Linked DNA regions of Mus musculus: all the other regions are linked to region 2. Evidence: chromatin contacts called from public HiChIP or PLAC-seq data. All regions are on one chromosome and are shown on one strand. Each heading gives the region's core, a stretch centred on a gene start, on an enhancer-like site or on the middle of the called end of the contact. The rest is flanking DNA. Distances are from core to core; before and after follow the strand shown.

Region 1 (4,498 bases), core at 40-2,539, 110 kb before region 2:
CCTTTAAAAAGACCACAGAGCTAAAGTTTCATGCTGCTTTTGATTAATCTGTGATGCCCAAAGTCTGATGTGCAAGGAATAAATTAATGCCCATATGTTTTGGTGAGATCTGTTGCCATTCTATTGGAAGATATTACTTACAACCTAGAATGGAGTTTGTTTGTTGTTGTTGTTTTTAAAAATCAGGATTCTTGGTGGAAAGACTTAGACTCCCCCCCTCCCCCTTTTTTTTAACATTTATTTATTTTATGTATATGAGTACACTGTCACTGTCTTCAGATATACCAGAAGAGGCCATCAGATCCTATTACAGATGGTTGTGAGCCACCATGTGGGTGCTGGGAATTGGAACTTGGGACCTCTAGAAGAGCAGTCACTGCTCTTAACCACTGAGCCATCTCTCCAGCCCAGACTTAGACTTTCTTACTGTGGTCATGTATCTTGTATGAAATTTTCCAGAGTAAAAAGTGATCTTTATTTAAGCCAGAAGGGCCTCTGTTGTCCCCAAATAAGCATAGAAAGTAGACACTCAGGTTGTGCTTATGCTGTGACGTAAGCCCCTCCCTATTGAAATTCAGATCCTAGAAGCTAGAATTGCTGCTGCTTCAGGGGGCAAACTTCACATCTCGCTAAGTCAGTGGTTCTCTCCTGAGAACCACTGGTAAGTTGAAGAGAAGTCAGCTGTTGTCATAGCTTAGGTATGTGTGTGAAACGCAAATTTACACTGGCATGGTCTCTAAAGAATTCACACACTTGTGTCATGATACCTGAAAACAAATTATTCGAAGAGCTTTAAAAAACATACTCAAGTCTTGTTAGTACAAGAACTAAAGACATCGAGGCTTAGACTAATTTAACCAAGAATGTGTACTTTCCATGGGTTATTAAAATGACGGAGTTTGGAAGGTTGATGAATATGATCTTTGAGTTTAGTAAGGAAATCCACAGGCCAATGTGTACGGGTCGTGAGGGTTCAGTGGAGGAAGGATGGACCACTCTGGCTGTGGTCATCCCGGAGCACCTGCTGCAGCTAGCACTTAACCGCCAAACAACAGGGAGTGATGTGTGGTCAGAGGGAGGAGGAGGGGAAATAAAGGCATACAGGAGAGGAGCTAAAGTTTCTTGACAGGACAAATGTGAAAGGCTCAAAGTGAGTGTTCAGGGAAATCAGTTAGGCATGATGGATATGTTGAGGCCAAAGGTCAAGCCAAGAGGCTAGAACAGTATTGTTGGAGCAGGAAGGCTTGTCTTGATAAAGCTTTGTTAATCAGAATTAAAGAGCTGGGTTGCACAATTAGCACAAACACACCCTCTCCTAGGGAGGTCCTTTTCCTCCTACCCTGCCCATTTGGGACAGCTGTGCTTGAGTTCGGGAGGTGCCGGTTTGCTCTGGAACCTGGAAGGAGAGCTTCTTTTCAGAGCAGCTGTGTAGACCAGATGGAGGAAGAAAGGAGAGAGAGTTTGGTCTCCAGACTTAACTCTGAGGTCCCTGGATAGAGCTAGGTAGGCACTGGCCTGTCAGTGGGTATAAAAAAAGGAGGCCGGTTTGGGACTCTGAGATGTCAGAGGATCACAGGTAAAAAGAAGACACAAGGCGATCCACTTTTAATTGGTTCATTAGTTTAAGCTTGACCCGAACATATTAGTGAGTACAACTGAGTAAAAGAAAAGGTGGAAAAGTGTCAGTAGTGATGCCAGATAGTTAACTGGTGAACCTGCAGGAACAGACACGAGGTCAGGTCTGAAGGCCACTCCAGGAAAGATCAGAAAGAAAAACTGCAGACAGGATAGACAACCATTCAAAATGGAGGAGGGACAGACAGCCAAGTCAGAGAAGTGAGAGATGCCCAAGAGGGACAAAAAGGTCAAACATTCCAAAACTGAAATGATATTTTAAAGCCATTACTTTGGATTGAGGTTTCCACTGGTTTCTCCTAGCAGAGGAATTTCAGTTGGTCCAAGAGTTGGGGGCACATCCTTTATAATAATGATTAATAGATTGAGCATTGGAAAGATGAGATAGCCCAGTAGACCGTTCCATAAAAGTTGCCAGAAAAAAAAAATCAATACATTAGAAATTCTCGAATAAGTAGAGGTGGGTTTTTTGTTTTTGGTTTTTTTGTTTTTTGTTTTGTTTTGTTTTGTTTTTTCTGAGACAGGGTTTCTCTGTATAGCCCTGGCTGTCCTGGAACTCACTTTGTAGACCAGGCTGGCCTCGAACTCAGAAATCTGCCTGCCTCTGCCTCCCGAGTGTTGGGATTTAAGGCATGCCCGGCTAGTAAAGGAGTTTTTAATTGTTTTTTAAATGTGTTGTTTCAGTAGACTGTCAACGTAGCTATAGATGTATAACCATCACTGTCGATAGGGCTTAGAGTCTTGTCTTCCAGAGCTCCCTCTGGCTCATTTCCCACCCACTGATCTATTTTCCATCTTTGCTTTGACTTTTCCCAGAGTCTTAAGTGGAAGCATACCATGTAACCTTTGCAGGGGTGCCGCCCCCCGCCCCCACAGCCTAATGTATTTGAGATCTGAGCACACCGTGATGTGCATTGGTAGTTCCCTGCCCTAGCACCTAGTGCTTCCCTGTCCCCAACTTAAGGACGTCCAGTCACTCCTAGGTTTGGGTAGGAGAAACAACTGTTGCAAATATTCGTATGTTGGTTTTTACGTCACTGGTTTCATTTATGGCAGATACTTACATTGTTGTCTCCAATGTGATTGTGTAAGACGTTGCCACTTCTAGGGTGGCTGTACACCTTTTTCTGTGAGCGTCCTGTGAGATTGTTCTGCATCCTTTTCGGCCCTTGTATATTTTGTTGATTTGATGGTTTTCATTTTAGTCACTCCACTAAGTTTTTTAAGTAAGCTGTAATTGCTTCAAAGTGAGATATTTTTTGCTTGATGCTAATGCAGTCTCTGAAATGAGGTCATGTTGAGCCCAGAACCCAGGGTTCTGTTTGGTGGCTTGCTGTTCTGTGATTCTGGGAACTGAGCTCAGGGCCAGGTCCATATCAGACAAGTTCTTGATCACCAGCTATATTCCCAGCTCTAGAGTCTGTCTGACGCCCATCTTGGCTTCATCTCCTTTTCTCTTATCCCCAAGGCCTTTCTTCCTTCCTGTGCAGCCTGTGCTCTGAGATTGTGAGCCGACGCACTTTCACACAGAGGACCCGTGCCAGTGCCCTTCTCTCTCCTCTCCGGGGCATCTGTACTCTCATCCCTAGACCTGACAAGGAGCTTTTGTATTAGAATATTGTAAATAGCCTGGCGTGGTGATGCTGGCCTGCAGGGCGGGCTCCCCTCATGGTCTCCATGAGTCTACATAGTAAGTACCAGGCCAGCTAGTGAGACCCTGGATCTAGAAAAATGAAAAGAAAGCAAGCTGGGAATACTGGTTGTATATCTTGTCTTGTGATCCCATTTCTTGGGACTCACTCTGTTATCAAGATGAATGCTTTGTGTTAATCTCCAGTTTGTGAAATGCTCTCAGTGCCTGTAGTCTGTCGCTGAACTCTTTATCTCTGTCAGGGACCAGGTCTTCGTGCTTGTTGCAGTGAGACTTGTTCTCCAGTTTAAGGCTCTACTCCCCAGCAATGTGCCTCCTACCGCCTTACTATTATAAATTACTATTTATAATTTTCCTTATAATGTTTAGTTGTTTGCAATGTAAATTAAATGACATTTCACTGCTTTTTCCTGTTAAGGATTATTCTCTTTAATATGTATTTAAATTCAGAACTAGTTGAAAAATTAGATTTTTTAATTAGGTGTTACTTCAAGTTTTACTTTTTCATTATTTCTTGTTTATGTGTATGTTTGAGAGTATAGCGTGTATAATTCGGGCATATATATGAGTGTGTAAGGTTTATACACCTGTGCGTGTTAATGTGGCTGGACTGCTTCATCACTCTATGCCTATTCCTGAGACAGAAACTCATTGATTAAGGAGGCAAGCCTCGCCCCCAGTCCTTCTGTCTCCACCTCACAGCTCTGGAATAATAGATGCACCCATTCATACTGCATTCACACCGGCTTTCTAGATGGATACTGGAGATTCAACTGGGGTCCCACACTGACTCACAGACATCTTATTCACTGAGCCATCTCTCCAACCCTTTTTCTTTTTTTCTCTAGAGCTACTAGGGATCAGATACAGGGAGGACCTTTTGCATGTTAGGCAAATGCTCTGAACTGAGCTGCACCCCATGATAATGACTTTCAATGCTAATTTGCAGATATGTATGTTTTTGACAACATGAAAATAACTAAGTTTAAAAAAATAAGTCAAAGTCAGCTACATTCAGCATGTCCTCCTCTTGGATGCTCCCACAGAGCTAGTTATGAGAGCCACATTGATTGCTGCACTGTTTAAAATAGCTAAGAAACGGAACTGGCCTAGACGTCCATCAGTAGGCGAAAGGATAAAGAAACTTCACTGTGGCCCAGTGAAGCATGGTGGCCAACACCTTTAATCCCAGCATTTGGGAGGCACAGGCAG
Region 2 (4,568 bases), core at 1,656-4,155:
GCTGGGCACTTTAGGTAATAACGTCTTCTCCCCACTTTTCTTTCTGTCTTCTGCACCTGCCTCTGGCTCTCTTCACCTGCTCCTCTGGCACTCTTGTGTGTAAAACCAATCACCTGCACTCTAGTTATCCCCATTTGTCCTCGTTCAGCATCTTGCAGCCCCATCATCATGCCCTTCAAAGCTGCACACTCTAGAAACCCAGTGGACCGACCAAAACTCTTTGTAACACCGCCTGAGGGCTCTGCACGAAGGAGGACCATTCATGGACTAGCGGTAAGTGGTGTCTGGAGAAGCCGGTGTGTGGGAATCGGTGCTGTGTCTCTGCAGAGTGGGCTCTGCCCTAAGGTGGGCTCTGGGTACAAGATCAGGTGACAGCTACACATCACCCCACCCATTATAAACCCAGCTGGCTGTGTACCTCTACCCCTCACTGCCTCTCACTTGGGGATTTTGCTCTCCCTACACATTTGCAACTGTTCTTCACTCAAGCACTAATGAGTGGCAGACCTATTCTGCTGGGACCTTTATACAAATAAGTGGTTGGGAAACATTTTCAAGGTCAGAAATTATGTTGCCTTTGAAGAAAAATAGACCTGGCTTGCAGCCTGGTCTCAACCATAAAGCTGGCCCAACACTGAAGGTAGCTTACTCAAACGGGTATGCATGTCTATGTATGCCTGCCACAGCCCATATCTTAAAACACCATGAAGGATTTGGAAACAGTTTTTGTTCAGTAGGTACCTCTTGTAAGGCATATATATATATATATATATATATATATATATATATATACACCTCAAGTGTTTAAAGTGAAGGATAGATAATATCTGTACCCTAACCATGCTGTAAATGGAGCGAGGTCATCTGTCTCTTTGAATCCTTCATCTTTGTTTAAACTGTGAGCTTATGCGCTGTAGTTGGGAGATGTGAACATTGTTCTATGGCTTTGAACTTCAGTCATGATGTCCCCAATCCACCACATGTCACTGCTTGCTTGGCAGGGATGATGTGACCCTGGTTGTAGAGGCTAGAACTTTAAAAACAAAATAAAAACAAACAAAATTGTGTCGACAGAGCAATTCTCGTGTTTAAAGCTGATGGATGCTTTAAAGAGTTCTGCTTCGAGGTGTGTCTGAGGACTGAGCGAGGGTGAGGATTCTGCCTAAAGGAAATGTTTTTGTGAGCCACTTTAGGCATCAGTGCAATTCACACCTGAGACAAGCCTCACAGCCCTGTAGCCAAAGGGGAGCCTACCTCTGATGTCCGTGATCGCTCTCTTCATTAGCTTCATGATGCTTTGGAGATCCTAGCTTCAGACAGAAAGTGACAGTGAACACTTAGAGTGCATGCGCAGAGGGGGAAAGTGGGTACTGAAGGGAAAACACTTAACGTCAGGTAGGAGGAGGACTGTGGCCAACCGTCTGTCACCCTTTGAGCTTTGGTGGTTCTGTCTGTTGATGCCTTCCTGTGTGTGATCAACTAGACTTTCATTGCCTTGCGATCAAGTAGTTAGGGACTGCTACTGTCAGGGAAATGATGTTTATATCTGCATTGTGGAATCAGGACTGGTTAACTGTATTGAATACCTGGAAAGTAGCTAATGGTATAGATGGACTGAATATTTAATTTTTGAAGTGTGTAGAGACTAGGGATATGGCTCAGTGTGTAAAGTGCTTGATGTGCAAGTGTGAGAGGCTCAGACACAAGCATGAAAGACGAGTTTGGCCTCATGGCTGTAACTTCAGCATTGGGGTGTAGACGGCTTCAGCGTTGGGGATCCATGGGCTTGCTGGCACTGACCAGCTGACATGGCCAGTAAGAAACCTGTCTCAAAATATTAGGAGGAGAAATGGCTGAGGAAGGCACGAGCCTATGACTTCTATCCATGGGTAGGCACAACACACACCAAGACTGGAGTTGCAGAATAACATTAATCTATATAAGTGTCTGAAGAAGTGCCAAACTGTTTTGCCTAGTGACTGTACCGTTCTGCATTCCTATCATTCATGCAAAAGGAGTCCAGTTTCTCCACGACAACACTTGCTATTTTCTGTATTTGTTTTTATAATATCCAATTTACTAAACATGAGTGATATCTCATGATTTTGATTTGCATCTCAGCATGGCACATTTTTGTAGACTGTAGCAGCTAGTAAGTGTTTGGAGAGATGTTTACCAAAGGCGTGTGTGTGTGTGTGTGTGTGTGTGTGTGTGTGTGTGTATCACTGATGATCCAGCACAGGCCAGCTTTACATCCAGTAACAAAATGTTGCATTGTGGGAGTTATGTGTTTATTCTAGATAATGGCTCCTGGCCATATAGGTATAGGCTGCCTGTTCAGTCTTTTGTGACTTTTGACCTATAGAAAATTTTGTTTGATGTTCATGTGCTGTTTTTTTTGTTTTGTTTTGTTTTGTTTTTTGGGGTTTTTTGTTTGTTTGTTTTTGTTTGTTTTTTATGCCTGTGCATTGGGTCCATAAATTAAGTAACCGGTTCCATGATATGAAACTTTTTTGGATGTCAGCCCCTTTTACAGTTTTAAGACTCAATCCACTTTAAGTTCATGTTTGTTGTGTAAAGGAAGAGTCCAGTTTCACTGTTTTTCCTGTAAATATACTACTTCCTCGCTAACATTTGCTGAAGACTGTCCTTCCCTTGTTGAGTGGTCCCAGGCTCTATGGTTTCTAGACTTTATTCTATTTGTTTGGTCTACATGCCAATACCATGCTACTTGAACTGTAGCCTTAAAATATATTTTAAAATCAGGAAATGTGAGCGGTTCTTCTCCAGATATTGTGAAGTCCCTGCATGCTGGTCGGCGGGCAGCCGGGTTGACTTGAGCGTTGTGTGTGCACTCAGCAGTGTGGAAAGGGTTCAGAGTAAGGATGGTTGTAGCACTTGCTCCTCATTAACTCACACCAGCATGGAGTCCACAGGGTGCCTTTGTGGGTGTGCTGCGCAGACAAGTGGCTGGATGTAAGGCAACAAAAGAATTGAAAAGAGAAGGACAGAGCCCCAGTTTGGGCTCTCATGGCCTTTGTCTCACTGTCACCTTGATGAGACTGTCAAGGGCATAGGCCCATTCCCCGGGCCCTGACCCAGGAAACCCAAATGGGCAGAGTTAGCCCCAAGTGCCTCACATTGCACTTCTGTCTTTCTCTTTCTGTCTTTCCCACCCAGCTCCTTGATCTTATTTAAGCCACATCAAAATGTTTCTACAACCTACACGTGGTAGCACACACCTTTAACCCCAATACTCTGGAGACAGAGGCAGGTAGACTCAATGAGTTCAAGGCCATCCTGGTCTACACAGTAAGTTCCAGGACAGCCAGAGACCCTGTCTCCAAACACACACACGCACACACACACACACACACACACACACACACACACTCTCTCTCTCTCTCTCTCTCTCTCTCTCTCTCTGAGCCAAGAGATGGGCCAGCCACAGGTAAAGGTACTTGCTGGCAAGCATGATAATCCCAGTTCATCCCGAGCCTGCAGGCTGGAAGGAGAAAACCAACTCTGACGTTCACAAGTTGTCCTTAGACGCAACACAGGCATACACTCACAGAGGAATAAGCAAATAAGGAAATAAATGAATGTGTGTTTTAAAACTTTGTTAAAGGAAGAAGAAAGGACTTACTTTGCTACTTTAGCATCTCCCTTAGGAAGAAAGGTGGTCCCTCCTCCCTAGTTCCAGTCTTCCCGATGCTTGTCTATCTACCACTGAGGAGGGAACCCATCTAGTAGCTGCGCCTTTTACCACCCAGAGACTGCACCCGTCCTTCAAGGCCCCACCTGCCTTTGAGGAGTCAGTTGGGGCAGAGGGTGGCCTTGCAACTGGGTTGATCCAGACATGGCCCCCACAGCCATGGGAGGATCTTCTTTACCCTCAGTTCTTCTGTGGTAGGAACTCAGCAGAGACAGTGGAGACATCAGAGGTTTCCTCCACTGGTAGCCCAGTCAGCCAGCCCGGAAGGTGGGAGAAGCAGTTTGAGGAACTCAGTAGAGAAGGAGCGGGAGCACTGTGATTGTTCACTGGCAGCCTGGCTGGGTGACATCTACCTGTCCCTGGTTCCTTGTACTGGATTAGCCAGAGGTCCCCGGCTAGCATCCTCCTCGGTCCTCTCTTCTCACCCCGTATCTCCTCCTCCCTCCCTTCCTCAGCCTGAGATTCTTCAAACACGGAGCTTCCTCTTGCTCCCTTCTGTTTTCTCCCCACTCTTGCCTTTTGACTTCAGAACCTTGGAACACATCTCTGGTCTTCTCTTCCTACGTTTGGCCAGATCTCTGGCTGAGCGCTAGGCAGTCATCATGGAGGGCTGGTGTCTCCGCTCACTGTTGGAGCTCTTTCTAGGAACACACGACCTACACTTCCTCACCTGAGCCCCACTTTCCTTGTAGAGTAAGGGGACCCTTATGTAAGGACTTATCTACAAAAGTCACATAAAAGGTGACCGTGTATCTGAAATACCAGACATGTGAGTAAATGATGGAGCGATGGTATATTCCAAAACAGAAGAGAACTGCTAAAGAATAGAAAAGTAGAACATGTGCTTAAAAGT
Region 3 (4,150 bases), core at 127-2,626, 94 kb before region 2:
CACTTCTCTGCCCTCATGACTTTCCTCTAGTCTGTCTGCCTCCACCCCTTCTCCAGATCCTTACTCCCCTCCCTTCCCCCAAAGGCCTGTTACATGGTGTGATTTCTCAGGGGGCACCTTGGCATGGGACCCCAGGTCCCACACATATGCGGAGTTAGAATCTTTGACAGTGTGTAGGAGAGTCGTTTAGGGGGAAGGATTGCCTTTGACATTAGATTTAATTTGGATTAAAGGCCAAAAGAAAATAACTTTTTTTTCCTTCATTTAGCAATTAGCATTTTTGAATTGTTATTTGTTGCTATAAAAACTATTGATTAAAAAAAAATTACTGTACAAATTTGAAGCAACATAAAAATGGAAAGTCTTAAAATGAGCAAACTTACTTCAGAACGAAACAAAAATCATACGGCGGCTGCATGCTTCTGAGAGAATAGTCCTAAAGAACCGAAACTGGGTGACTAGCCGAGACCTGTTTGGCAGACGCCCGGGCATTGGGATAAGGAGAGCTGTCATGCAGTGGCAGGCAGCTGGGACTCCCCTCTTTGGCTTTGTCTCTGTCCTTTCAGCCTGACTTTCAGAGAAAGTGTTTTTAGTTGAAAGAGGCAGTCTCCAATTTCTGGTCTCCTTGGAGGGTTTCGGTATTGTGCTGGTGGGCCTCATGAACGAAGCGAACAGTGTATCTTGAGAGAGTTTATACATGAGTTGAGAACACATTGAAAATGAATTCGAAGCCCCATACATCAGGACAGATGCCACCAAGGCTCAGCCTATACAAACATGGGTGTTTGTGTCAGGAGAGTGAGGCAGCGGCGGCGGGATGCCTGCCTTATCTTTACTTACTGTAATAGACCACGAGGGAGGGGGAGAAGGAAACCCCTCTCCTGTCCTGAAGAATTAGCTGCTGCTCCTGCAGACGAACCCGTTTCTCCTGCTCCACCATTCCGCCGCTCAGCTCTGCCACCCAGAGGAGGAGGGAGCTGCCCTGTGCAGCTAAGCCTCTGCTGGTGGGTTCTGAGGACTGCATCCCAGGGCAGCTGGAACTGCTCCCAGCCTCCTTCATTAGGCTATGTCAGGGTTGTCAGGGCAACTGTTCACAGCAGGCATCATGTCATCTTTTGCCCTCCGCTGCATGCTGAATGTTTTGCTGTGCGGTAGCAAAAAGAAGACTGGGAAAGCTGGCTCTGATTGACCAAGGCTAGGCAGTCCAAGGGAGGCATCGGAACCTGCGTGCCTTTAATAGAGGCCTTCTGAAATGGGTGTGTGCGCGCGTGCGCGTGTGTGCATGTGCGAGAGTGTTTACTCACCAGCGCCTGTGCCTATTGGGGGGAATAAGTGGGAGGGGGCTGCTGCTAGGTGAGGGGCAGCAGCAGGACCTCAGTTGCCAAGTAGCTGGTAGTATCTGTCAGCTGTTCTCACTGTTTACCCATAGGGGATCTATTACAAGTGCTCAAATGAACAGGCAGCTTAGGAGCTAGCAGCTTCTGGGAGCTGCAATTACATAAGCATATATATTTAATATAATTGCCGAACAAGTAGCAGCGTTATGCCTGGGTCAGCTACAGCGATCCGACAAGAGAGACTGAAGAAGACTCCTGCAAGGACAATTCCCCTTGCTCTATTCACCATTAATGAGGAAGATGAGCTGCAGAAGAGTGGAAATGCCAGAAGACCCAAAGGTATGCATCAGCCCTACCCCTCACTGGAGCCGGATCCAGCACTGTTCTTACATTGATTATCGCACGGGTTCCGAACTGCACGCGCAATGCCTGCTTCTCGAGTATTCGTGACCTAACACAGCTTGCTGGTCACGCTCGCACACCCTCGGGGTATGGAGTCTGATGGAGTGGAAATAAATTTTGTAGGTTTGGTCTATTTCAGGTCAGCTTACTTTTTAAGACCCAAACTATTTTCCTAGTATAAAGGTCTTTAATATTCACTCCTTCATTTAAACAGGGGCCAGTGACTCTGACCTCGTGGGGGAATAAATTTGGCTTCAAGGGGTTTAAAGGAACAGTACCCTCACTTTCCTGTAGCCACGTCGGATCATTTCTGTTTACTTCAGTGAAATGAGCTTCTCTGTAAAAAGGACGGATTAGGTAAAGTGATTTTTTTTCCAGAGCTCCCTCCCCACGGGCAGAAGATGAGCATGCTTCCAGGTTCCTTCTACTCAGATGCTGAGGGAGAAGGAAGGCAGGCAGGCAAACTTGGGCAGCCAGGGAGAGGGAGCAGCATGAGGTCTCGCTTCTGACTGCTGCTGCTGAGTACTCTGTGCCACTTCAGACATGCTGGCTACAGAACACAGAGGTCTGAGCCTTGAGTGTCCCCTTGTGCTGATGACATGGCAGCAGCTGCTCAGGCTTCAATCCCATGGATGTCCTTCCGAGGTGTTGTCTCATAGCCACTCTCATGCATCTTTGAAGAAGGGCTTTTAGGATTGCACTTAAATTTTCCAGCATCCTGTAGGCGTCTTCCTGCAAGCTGTTCTCTCTAGCAGAAGAGGTACCTATCTGTTTATTTTTATGAGCTGTTTGGGTCTTATATTCTGTCACTGGCAAATTTTCTATCACCGACATTATCAAATTTTCCATAGTGTGGCTCTAGCCACTGACGCTTTGTTCCTAGCTCCAAAATGAACCATGTTGCTTTTGCTAAATATAATGGAAACTGTGTACTTTAAACCCAAAAGTAAGTTTTTCTTCCATTCTTGAAAAGAGTATTATCACTGCAGATGATTTCTGTTTGTTGTCGGGGTTTCTGTCGGAATGCCCAGTGACCTCAGAAACTCAGTGTTGCTGTAGAGGGGGGATATTTCTTCAGTTGCTCATGGGTTGACAGCTGAGTCCGAGCAGGCTGCTCTCAGTGAGACCCCTCCAAGGTGGTCAGCAGCCAGTCATTTATTCTCTGCAGAATTGGGAACTTTTTTTAAAGTTAATGCCAATTTGTTGAAGCATTCCCATGGTGTATTTGTCAAAACATCCTGGCTCGGTGAGTCTTCCCTGGAGTGTCCTGCAATTATCATTTTGGATAGCTACCCATTTTTTCTTACTTTTCATGACTTTTTCTTCCTGGCTTCTTTGTTTTTAATTTTCCTTCCAAATAAAACCTGTCCTTGGGTAGTTCCTTTAAAAGAAAAGGAGAGAGGGGAAAGTCAGTTCTAAAGATGTTTGGGTATCCACCAAGAATCTTAAACCAAGGAGTTCTGATCCCCTGCTGTTTATCCCTTTTTATGTCTGTGTGTGTGTGTTTGTGTGTGTGTGTGCGCGCGTGTGCGCGTGTGTGTGTGTGTGTGTGTACGTGTGCTTGATGGTTGGGATACATGGGGAGGATTCCATTCTATTAAGGATGACCAGGGTTTCTTTACATCCATATATGTCTCTAATTTATGACCTAGGAAACAAAATGAGCTGATGAATAATTCTGGATATCTCTGATTATGCTTAATGAATAAAAGCACTGTGGCTGTGGTTTTCGGTTTCTCTTCAAGCATCTGAGTAGCAGGAATGTCCATTTTCTAGTCCAGCTCTGCCTAGTAGAAAATCACAGCCGTGTTTCATTTCCGCACTGTCCAGTGTGATAGCCATTAGCCACGTGCAGCTACAGAGCACTTGAAATAAAGCTAGAACAATGGAGAAACTGATCTATTATATTTAGTTTACTTAAGTCCAAGTCGCCACATGAGACTGCTTTATAGGCCCACAGAGTCTGTCCTATAGAGCTGTGACATAGGTTCGTGTTGACAAACTCCCAGTGCCAGACATGGTTAGGTCTTGTGGTAAAAAGAGGAAGACAAGGGAGTTCAGGATGCATGAAGTCCTGAGTTCAATCCCAGCATAGCATGAACTGAGTGTGGTGTCCCATGAAGTGTAATCTACAGACCCAGTAGTTCAAGGTTACCTTTGGATACATGAGCAAGCCCAAGCTACATGAGTTCCAGTCTCAGAAACAAAACAAATTTTAAAAGCCGATCATGAAACCTACAAGCCCGGTTGGTCAGTACACTGTAGCTGGACAGACAGATTGTTCCTCTCCTCCTCCTCCTCCTCCTCCTCCTCCTCCTCCTCCTCCTCCCCCTCCCCCTCCCCCTCCCCCTCCCCCTCCCCCTCCCCCTTCCCCTCCAGGTGTTCCTTACAGTCACTATTGCTGTATTATA

The links. HiChIP or PLAC-seq counts read pairs in DNA pulled down with a chosen protein or histone mark.
Region 1: an H3K27ac HiChIP or PLAC-seq map of embryonic stem cells shows a contact between it and region 2, with 7 read pairs. The contact joins two enhancer-like sites. A contact is called at or near these places in 9 of 39 promoter capture datasets (the 3T3-L1 cell line, 3T3-L1-derived adipocytes, the HPC-7 cell line and 4 more), 21 of 484 Hi-C or Micro-C datasets (2-cell embryo, Th2 cells, brain and 15 more), 14 of 115 datasets of contacts at active chromatin or transcription factors (craniofacial prominence, embryonic stem cells, epiblast stem cells and 4 more) and 4 of 9 other capture datasets (adipose tissue, embryonic stem cells, liver and 1 more).
Region 3: an H3K27ac HiChIP or PLAC-seq map of embryonic stem cells shows a contact between it and region 2, with 5 read pairs. The contact joins the promoter of Map7 here to the enhancer-like site in region 2. A contact is called at or near these places in 5 of 484 Hi-C or Micro-C datasets (bone marrow-derived DN3 thymocytes, cortical neurons, embryonic stem cells and 2 more), 4 of 115 datasets of contacts at active chromatin or transcription factors (embryonic stem cells, extraembryonic endoderm stem cells, kidney and 1 more) and 4 of 9 other capture datasets (adipose tissue, embryonic stem cells, liver and 1 more).

What each region holds. Positions count from the first base shown.
Region 1 is chr10:20,152,447-20,156,944 of GRCm38.p6, forward strand. It overlaps a transcript of Map7 not described here. Among named protein-coding and RNA genes, the nearest start is that of Map7, 16 kb to the right of the region's middle. Within about 2 kb of position 1,290, at least 14 of the 459 cell types and tissues checked have an H3K27ac peak or open chromatin away from gene starts, as enhancers often do. A contact at or near this core is called in embryonic stem cells, where this site is marked.
Region 2 is chr10:20,261,711-20,266,278 of GRCm38.p6, forward strand. It overlaps Map7 (microtubule-associated protein 7), which reads left to right. Exons shown (of 18, transcript NM_001358787.1): 8 at 149-273. Among named protein-coding and RNA genes, the nearest start is that of Gm48249, 23 kb to the right of the region's middle. Within about 2 kb of position 2,906, at least 6 of the 459 cell types and tissues checked have an H3K27ac peak or open chromatin away from gene starts, as enhancers often do. A contact at or near this core is called in embryonic stem cells, where this site is marked.
Region 3 is chr10:20,169,646-20,173,795 of GRCm38.p6, forward strand. It overlaps Map7 (microtubule-associated protein 7), which reads left to right and starts at 1,377. Exons shown (of 18, transcript NM_001358787.1): 1 at 1,377-1,676. The coding sequence starts at 1,544. Gm51795 (a long non-coding RNA gene) reads right to left here. Exons shown (of 2, transcript XR_003948992.1): 2 at 1,600-3,120.